Linked DNA regions of Anser cygnoides: region 2 is linked to region 1. A link is a contact called in public Hi-C data. All regions are on one chromosome and are shown on one strand. Each heading gives the region's core, a stretch centred on a gene start, on an enhancer-like site or on the middle of the called end of the contact. The rest is flanking DNA. Distances are from core to core; before and after follow the strand shown. Region 1 holds the start of CCNL1 (cyclin L1). Region 2 holds the start of TIPARP (TCDD inducible poly(ADP-ribose) polymerase).

Evidence for each region. Hi-C and Micro-C count contacts between places; a contact is called where the count stands out from the background.
Region 2: a Hi-C map of liver shows a contact between it and region 1, with 5 times the contacts expected there. The contact joins the promoter of TIPARP here to the promoter of CCNL1 in region 1. A contact is called at or near these places in 5 of 7 Hi-C or Micro-C datasets (fetal liver, granulosa cells and liver).

The regions. Positions count from the first base shown.
Region 1 is chr9:25,574,450-25,579,013 of Taihu_goose_T2T_genome, forward strand. CCNL1 (cyclin L1) reads left to right here and starts at 2,308. Exons shown (of 11, transcript XM_067002730.1): 1 at 2,308-2,641; 2 at 2,842-2,916; 3 at 3,039-3,148. The coding sequence starts at 2,336. It overlaps LOC136791478 (a long non-coding RNA gene), which reads left to right. Exons shown (of 2, transcript XR_010833695.1): 2 at 304-1,259. It overlaps LOC125182277 (a long non-coding RNA gene), which reads right to left and starts at 2,869. Exons shown (of 2, transcript XR_010833694.1): 1 at 2,582-2,869; 2 at 1,299-1,482.
Region 2 is chr9:25,706,718-25,711,281 of Taihu_goose_T2T_genome, forward strand. It overlaps TIPARP (TCDD inducible poly(ADP-ribose) polymerase), which reads right to left and starts at 2,065. Exons shown (of 6, transcript XM_067002605.1): 1 at 1,797-2,065. The coding sequence starts at 2,030. It overlaps SSR3 (signal sequence receptor subunit 3), which reads left to right and starts at 2,110. Exons shown (of 5, transcript XM_067002614.1): 1 at 2,110-2,303; 2 at 2,589-2,715; 3 at 3,439-3,537; 4 at 4,504-4,564. The coding sequence starts at 2,165.

The sequences.
Region 1 (4,564 bases), core at 1,058-3,557:
GCGACCCTCCCGCGACAGCCTGGCAGGCGGGGGTTCAGCAGCCATCTCCTGTCACTGATTAAAACCTTGGATCTGTATCTCTCCACAAACGTTCCTTCCTGTCCTAGGTTTTGTTAGCGTAACGAACCCTGGCAGCAGTGAATCGCTCTGGCTCTGCTCAGTTAAGGGTTAGACGGCAACCTGGCCCTGCCCTCTGGGGTTTGGGCAAACTTGTCCCTGTGCAAGCCCTCTGCTCCTGTCAGGTTTGCTCTTCCTCAGTAACCAGTGGGAAAAAAAAAAATATATATATATATATCTTTCCAGAGCACTCAGCCTGTCCCACAAGGTCACGACTGCATCGGCGAGCACTCCTGACGGACACAGCCCACACACAGGCACCAAACTGCCGTGGGTAGCTCTCAGACAGCGGATCCCGTGGGCACAGGGCTTTCCGCGTTGGGATATCCCTGCTGGAGCGCTGCCGCGGCCTCTTATCCTGCTCCACAACCCACAGCAGGCCGGTGAGGCGGCGTGGGGTGACGGATCAGGTGAGCTAGTGACCTGGCACCGGGGCCGCGGGAGGGGGGCTGCAGTGTGGCGCTTTGTGTGACATGGCCGCGCCCTGCCTGCCCTCAGAGCCGGCCGGGGACGGCCGGGGACACGGCCCCACAGCGGCCGCTCCCTGCCCCGCACGCAACATGGCGGCCCGCTGACGGCGCGGGGCGCTGCCAATCACACCGCGGGAGCCAATCAGGTTCCGAAGCTGCCCGCCGGGGGGGCGGGGCTTTCCTGGCAGTTCGCGTCTCCCTGCGGGCGGGTAGTCCCGGCCGGGTGCGCGGCCGCGGAGGGATACGGACGGGCAGGCGGGCGGGGCGCGGCGCGGCCGTTCCGAGAAGTGACGCGATAGCGGAAAGTACGCTTCCGCCGCCCCCGTGGCGGGCCGGCCGGGGAAGGGGCTGCTGCGGGGCGCTGAGGGGGCTCGGTGCCGGCAGCGCTGTGAGGGAGCGGCGGCTCGGGCTCCAGGAGGAGCCGGGGCCCGGCTGTGCCGCCTCTGTGCCGAGCTCTTCTGCCGAAACGGGGCTGGGCTCTGTAGAACCCCTGCTGTACCGATGGGGTGTGTGGGGGTGCGCCCCGGCTGCCCACCGCCCCCCTTGGGGCTTGCCAGAACTGTTTCTCAAGCAGCACACAATTGCAGTAGTAAACTACTACGGTAATAACAGCTTGCTAAAAAGGGGGTCGTTCCCCGCTCTTCAATAACCTGTTGCTAGAAATAAATGCATCATACACAGCGTGTCTGTAGTCAAGAGCTACCACACTGGTGCAGCTGGCAGAAATAACGTTTTTAGTAAGGAAAAGTGGGTGCAGATGGCGGCCCGCTGGCACCAAGGTCTGTGTGCGATGGGCTAGGTGCACAGCGAGCACCCACGGGACGCAGAAGCCTCCAGGACTGGCTTGGCGATGTGTTCAGCACGGCCGATAATCCGCAGGGATCCTCACCGGGATCTGTGGGGACATGAGATACCGGGGTGTGACAGCATGGGGGGCAGCGAGGGCTGGGCGGCTTCCCAAATCTGGGGTATGTGTGTGGGTGCCCAAATACTTGGTACGTGTGTGGGTACGCAACTCCGGGGTACGTGTGTGGATACCCAACTCTGGGGTACGTGCGTGTGTACCCAAATTCTGGGTATGTGTGTGGGTACCCAGCTCTGGGGTATGTGCGTGTGTACCCAAATTCTGGGTGCGTGTGTGGGTTCCCAACTCTGGGGTATGTGTGTGGGTTCCCAAATCCTGGGCATAGCCACGGCAGCCCGGTCAGTACCGCACACTCCCGCCTGTGGAAGGTAACACTGCAGGACTGCGCTCTCAGCCAGGAGTCGCGTGGCCCAGCTCACGTCAGCGCCGCACCACAGCAGTTGTGCGCTGTTACCCGACGTGGGGGTTGTTCTCCTGCCCGCATCCCTCAGGAACACCAAGCACCGTCAGCTGGGGCAGCTCAGGGCGAGCCGCTTCCAGTCACAACCCGCCCGCTGCGGTGTAAGGCGTGCGGAGAGGCGGCCGCCTTGACTCGCCCTTTGGTGCGGACGCAGGAATTTCACTTTTTAGGGCGATTTCTCCAAATTATCTGGAGCGTAAAGGAGTTCCTTACGGAGAACGGACAAGCTTGAAGGGGCCCCTTCACGCCACCCCCCCCCCCCCCCAAAAGTCTGTCAGGGCCGGGCGGGGCGGGGCGGCGGCGCGCGGGGGGACTTTTTTTTCCCGGCGTGCCCCGCGCGGACGCCGCGGGGTGCTGCGTCACGGCGCCGGGCCGCGCTAGTCTCTGCGTGGCCGGCCGCGGGTGCGGACGCGCGCCGCCATCATGGCCTCCGCCGCCGCGCTCCCGGCCCCCCCCGCCGCCGCCCCTGCCGCCGCCGTCGCCACAGCCGCCGCCCCGCCGGCCCCCTCCTGCTCCTCCGCCGCCGCCGCCGCCGCCCCGGGTATCCTGATCGGCGACCGGCTGTACTCGGAGGTGTCGCTGACCATCGACCACTCGCTGATCCCCGAGGAGCGCCTGTCGCCTACGCCGTCCATGCAGGACGGCCTGGACCTGCAGTGCGAGACCGACCTGCGCATCCTGGGCTGCGAGCTCATCCAGGCGGCCGGCATCCTCCTCCGCCTGCCGCAGGTCGGGGAGGGGGCTGAGCCGGGCCGGGCCGTGAGGAGGGGGGGGGGGCGGCCGCCATTGTGGCGCGGCGGGGCGGGGCGGGGGGGGGCGGCGGGTGCCCGGCACAAAATGGCGGCCGGGCGGGCTGAGGGCCTCCCTCAGTGACTGACTGACTGACTGACGGCCTCCCTCACTGACCCACCGCCGCTCCGTCTCCGCAGGTGGCCATGGCGACGGGGCAGGTGCTGTTTCATCGCTTCTTCTACTCCAAGTCCTTCGTCAAGCACAGCTTCGAGGTGAGCGCGGCGCGGCGCTGTGCCGCTCCCTGAAGGCCTTCAGGCCACGCTTCTCTTTAATTACCTAGCGTTAATTTTTTATCGCCGTTCAAATAACCCGGTGGAAATGGGCTTCCTTTCAGATTGTTGCGATGGCCTGCATCAATCTTGCGTCCAAAATCGAAGAGGCGCCTCGGCGTATAAGGGATGTGATCAACGTGTTCCATCACTTGCGCCAGCTAAGAGCAAAAAGGTAAGAGTAGTTTCCATCTCGGCACCAGCATCTTTCGTCACTAATGTGCGCTGCAGTTCTCAATCCACAGTATTTTTCCAGGCTAAGTTCAACGACCTAAAATTGAGAAAGGAGCGCGCATTGGCTGCTATGTAGGCAGTACAGCTCAGTGCTGACTACTTCTAACATTACTTTTGACTGTTTGGTAGAGCCTCTTTTATTATTTATTTAGCTACAAGTTTTTTGAGTATCAGTTGTAGTTTTAGGTCCGTGGTTGTAGTTTTAGGTATGCTATTAATTGATTTTTTTTGATGTCTCGTAGGTCTTGAAAGGTAGTGCTAGGTATGATGAGCCAATTAGTGGGTTGGTGCATATTCTCTAGTCTTTTAACAGTGTTCAGTAGTCCTAATGCTTTTCTTGTGGTAGCGTGTACCCACCCAAATGGGGTTATAGTGGCAATAAAGTACCAGTTTACAAAAGACGAAAGCTGAACTTCTCTCAGCGATAGCAGTATTACTTTTTAGAAGTAGCAGTTTTAGAATCTGAAGCAAGTATGGTTTGGCCTACAGTGTTTACAGCTTTAATGACTCGACTTCAACAAGGAATGTATAATTGAGCCTTGGAAGCTGAAGGCATCTTTAATTGCGAAAAGTGAGACTTCTGTTTTTTTATGGCATTGTGTGTTCGTGTCAGTCAGTAAAGTGGGAATGTGAGCTTACCTGATCTGTGTGCAGATCCGGATAATTTGTGTGTTCTAGTTGTAGAGCTGTTCTCAGCTGCTAGTGCCTAATACTGCTTTTTTGTGTGTAAAGTGATGTATGTTCTCATGTGTAAAGCAAATTAACACGGTGTGTTGGAGGTAGCAAGGAATGGTTGAAAGGAAGGAGTTACTGTTAAACGTAAGATATCTCTTAAATACGTGGTGCAGCAGTGTTACAGACAGGTTGGAGACTTCAGCTGTGCTGAAGTCGCTTTACTTTCAGTATCCGATCGCTTAGAACTCAGGGTAATTTATAGTTCTAGAGAGGTGGTCGTTTTCAACTAGATGTTTAAATTCACACTTTCACGTCTTGCTCAGTATTATCAACAGGAGCTCAAACTGAGTTGCGTTAACTTTTCAAAGCAGAGTAGAAATCCCTTAGGGAAGCCAGCTGTTTCTTGGTACGTTTATTTTGGTTGTGTTGGCTTCTAAAATGTCGGCTTTTACTGCCTCGTGCTCAAGTTCTGCTAGTTAGCTTCAGATACAAGAAGAATGGTCTAGTGTTGTACAATGAAAGGAACTTAGTTTTGTGGGTTGTTTTTTTTTGCTTTTCCTTTGAAGCTGTTGGCCCCGAGAGAGTTTTTTGAAGTTACACTGAAGGTGACTTCTGTAGTATTGTTTCTTAACTACAGTTGTGAGAAAGGAGTCTGGTTATTGGATTATTGAAGCTGGTTCAG
Region 2 (4,564 bases), core at 815-3,314, 130 kb after region 1:
TGTGAGAAGCAAAGATAAGCCTCGTGTTTCCAGAATACGTACCACTCCTTCCGCGTTCTAATATGAAAATTGGTAAGCAACATTCTTCATAACTTACAAGGCTGACAGTACCAACATCTGTGTTAGCAGAACAAGTTTCGCCTTGGGAACAAGAGCCATTGCTCCTCTGGTTTTGAAGCCTCATGTCCCCAGTGGCTTCTGAAAAAAGCTTCAGATAAGATGCATTCAGCACAACACGGATTTGGGTACTTAAACAAAAACTTGAATTGCTTTGGCAGAAGTCCATGTCCCAATTTATTTTTGGGGAAGCGAGCACGACACACTTAGACTGAGCATGAGGTGACAGTTTTGTTGTATGCGATGTTCTGCTTACATTCCTGTTACCCAGTGCCAAGAGTTTTTTTTAAATCAAAGCGCTTGTTTGTTTTTTCCAAAAAAAAGTCTTTCATCATTCTTCTGCACAAAACAAAGTCACACTTCATCTTAACGGAGAGCCAGATGGGCACCAGGCAGACTGCGTTCCGAAATGCTACCGTGCTGCTCACATAAACCCAAACCCTGAACAAAAACTTAATTACATTCCACCACAACACACATTTACCCAGATGAGCGGAGGAAGAAATCTGTGCAAAAACACGGGCAACAAGCCGGAATATTAAAACAATCTTACACGTAATCTGTCCTGCGCTTTCCAACTACTTTTGACAACTCTAACAACACACTTCAATAAGGAAATTCCTATAATATTGATCGAATGGCGATGTTACCCACTACACATTTGGTTTTAAAGGGTTTTACAAACAAGATTGTCAAGAAAGTCCCGTGCAATACACACGTGCATGCTCAGAAGGTTAAAGCCCTTGAAACAACCGTCCACTAAAATGCCTCTGATGACCTCCATTCCCACGGAGAAAATTATTTAATTGAAACAGTCTGAATTCCTTTTCTGTTACTTTTAAGCAAGTTTATCTTTTCTCCGTTTTCAGACAGCCACAGAAACGTTTAGAAATTAAGAAAGCACAGCTCAAATAGTTTAATCCAGCTAGGTGTGGGAGCCATCACCGATTGCTCGAGAGCTGCGGCGAACAACAACGCCAAAGGGCAGCAGCCGAAGCCCCCCGGGCCGCCACCCCGGGGCCCCCTGCCACACGCTCCCAAGCGATGGGATTCCCGTCAGCGGTCGCAGACCCGTGACAGCAGGGTGCCTGCGTGCGGGTGGCGCTGCCACCCGAGTGATGAAGAGCAAGGGGGTGGATGAAGGGGCGAGGCGGGTCCCGGCCTCTTCGCGGGGGCACAGCAGGCTCAGTACTCACCGCTCGGTCTGCTGGTGCTTGGCGTTACCGTGCTTCATCTCAGCAGGTTACTGCGCTTCTCCTCATCGGGGTCACCATGCTTCTCCTCATCGGGGTCACCGTGCTTCTCCTCATCGGGGTCACCGTGCTTCACCTCACCTCACCAGCTTGCGGGGCAGCCCGGGGCCCTGCTGCAGGCACAGCCCCGTGCCACGGAGGGAGGCCGGCCCCAGCACCGGGCGCGTTCCTCCCGTCGCTCCCCGCAGGTACCAGCACAACGCTGGGGATGTTCCAACTTCACGCTGCGCTCGGCGTGCGCCACAACACCGCTGCACTCGGTGAGAGGAGCTCGGTACGGGGCCGAACAGCAGAGCCCCGCTCCGCTTACACGCGTTTTCTAAGTCTCTTCTTCGTTATAACGGGTACAGGCGGTGACACGAACCCACCTCGTCTCCAGCTGCCCTGCCCTGCCCTGCCCTGCCCTGCCCTCCTCGTGCTGCGGACCTGGGGGCCATGAGGCGAGGTGAGGTGAGGCGAGGTGAGGTGAGGCGAGGTGAGGCGGGGCGAGGCTCCTCTCTCCGCACCGGGGGCGCCCTCAGCCCGGTCCCAGGTCCCGGTCCCAGGTCTCGGTCCCAGGTCCGAGGTCCCAGGTCCCAGGTCCAGGTCCCGGTCCCGGTCCCGGTCCCAGGTCCCGGTCCCAGGTCCCGGACCCAGGTCCCAGGTCCCGGGTCGCCGCATGTGCCCGGTCCCTGTCAGCCCCCTCCGCCGCCGGAAGTCCCCTCGGCGGGTCCCGGAAGCGACGGGTCCCGCCCCGCCCCGCCCCGCGCCGCCCCGCCCCGCCCCGCCGCGGCGCTCCGTGAGGTGAGGCGGCCATGGCGCCCAGGGGCGGCCCCGGCGGGCGGCAGCAGTCGGAGGAGGACCTGCTGCTGCAGGACTTCAGCCGCAACCTCTCGGCCAAGTCCTCCGCGCTCTTCTTCGGCAACGCATTCATCGTCTCCGCCATCCCCATCTGTGAGCGCCGCGGGGGGCAGGCACCGGCACCGGGACCGGCACCGGGACTGGGCCGAGCCGAGCTGAGCTGAGCTGGGCCCGGGGAGCGGCGCCCCCCCCCTCCCCCCTCAGGACTCTGCCCGCGGCCCGGCTCCGTCCTCACCCCCCCCCCCGCTGCCGACGTGGCGGCCCCGGGCCGGGCTGGGGGCGGGGGGGGTGCTGCGGGGTGCCGGGGGGGCTGCGGGGCGCCGGGGGCTCCGCGCGGGGCCATAAGGCGCTAACGCTGCCCGCTGTTCGTTTCTGAAGGGCTTTACTGGAGGATATGGCACATGGATCTCGTCCAGTCCGCCGTGCTGTACAGCGTGATGACCCTCATCAGCACCTACCTCGTGGCCTTCGCCTACAAGAACGTCAAGTTTGTGCTCAAGCACAAGTAAGCGCGGCGGCTCGTATCAATTAACGCGTCGCGAAATACGTTTGCGTTGTTTTTATGAGTAAGAAGACGTGAAACGTTACTCTGATGAGCTGTTTTATGTAGAAGTGGAAAGACATCCAGCACTTTGTCTTGCTTTTTGCTGTCTTCGCAATTGATTGCATTAGCTGCTGAATTGCATTAACTTACACCGATACAGATCTTAAGCTGTGACGGCGTGAGGGGGAAAAGTTACAACTGCGGTGTTTAACCGTGACCTTCGCTTCTTGACTCCTTTTCCATTGGAAGTCCTTGATGGGAATTTAAGGTGTGACACCAAAATGTCCGCTCACGCTTTTCCTAAAGCTGTTGCCTGTTACCACGAGGCCGTTAACTTCAGCGTGGGGGAGAAAGGCACATGGATCGTGTACTTGCCAGGCTTCTTTGGTACCCATAAATCCTAATTGGTTTCTGTTACCTCTCGTGTAATTAGGGAATAGACTAGCCTTGTCAGCCAGCAGCACAATGAAATGGCAGAACTGCCCTTGGTCTCAGTGGGTATTGCCACAAACTCCATTTGACAAGCACTGCTCCTAATTTAATTACTGCTTATTGTTCCTTCAGCCTGGCAAAGCTGTTCAGTATCGTTCGTGGCTGACTTTTATTCTTCCCTGTAAAATGCCACTTCTGTAGTCACATTTTTTTTTCATTTTGCAACTTCACCAAAAATGGTGTTTCTTACAGGGTGGCACAGAAAAGAGAAGACGCTGTTTCCAAAGAAGTCACTCGTAAGCTTTCTGAGGCAGACAACAGGAAGATGTCCCGTAAGGAGAAGGATGAAAGGTAACCTCTTGCTGCCTTTCTCTTGTTTTAATAATGCCTGGCATCTTTAAAGCTCCGGGTAGGATACTAGACACTGTTGCTTGGCTGTTGTTTTTCTCTGTAACTAGAAACTTTTTCTTCTGGTAAGTTAAATTGTTTCTTTTTTTTAATGGTAAGTGGATTTTTTTTCCCCCCCTGATAAGTAAAAGCTATTTTGTCAGCTTTTCGTTCAGCTATAAATCCTTTTGAATGATCAATGAATGGTCTTAAACATCAAAGCTGTTACCAGTAAGGTCCTATAAGGCAGCCTCCCAGTCCCTGAGGTGCAAAGCAAAACACCTTTCAGTACAGGCCCGCTGATAGCTGCCTGAAGGGAAGCGGAAGGGTAGGGCGCATGCGACATACGTGGCGTAGTGGACTGCAAGTTCCTGCGGGAGCGCGTTTCCTGCTGCTGCTGCGCTGTGCTGCTCATCGGTGGGCACCCCCAGTGGTTGTGACTGGGAAAGCAAGTGTGCAGATTTCCCCCGTGATAGCTCTGACGAGTACCCGGGCTGTGCCCGATGAGCGTCAGACAGTGCTCCGTGTTCGCGTAGGTGCCTGTCAGGGCTGTGTAAGACATAAGGAGGAGAACTAGCTTCTCCCTGGAGCAAAAAAGCCACACCTTCCCTTACAGCCCAGCGTGCCGTTAGTAGCTAACAGACACGAACCTGCAAGCACTGCTATTTATATAGGGCCGGGTCTGATGCGCATGGAGAGAAGACAAATCGTAAGTAAATAGGCAAGTGCAGAGAATACGCGGGGTTTTGTCTTTAACGGATGAGCTGACCGGTAGTTTCTGCTGTGCTGTCTTTTAGAAGCTGGCTGTGACAAAGAGCTGCAAGCTCTTGCGGTCGGTTACACCTCTGGGTGTCGGTCTCCTCAAATGGTGGGTGTGCTGGGCTGTGCCTTGATTTCAGCGTGTGAAATGATGTCTTTACCTGTTGGTAGAATTCTGTGGAAGAAAAATGAAGTTGCAGATTACGAAGCAACAACCTTTTCCATCTTCTAC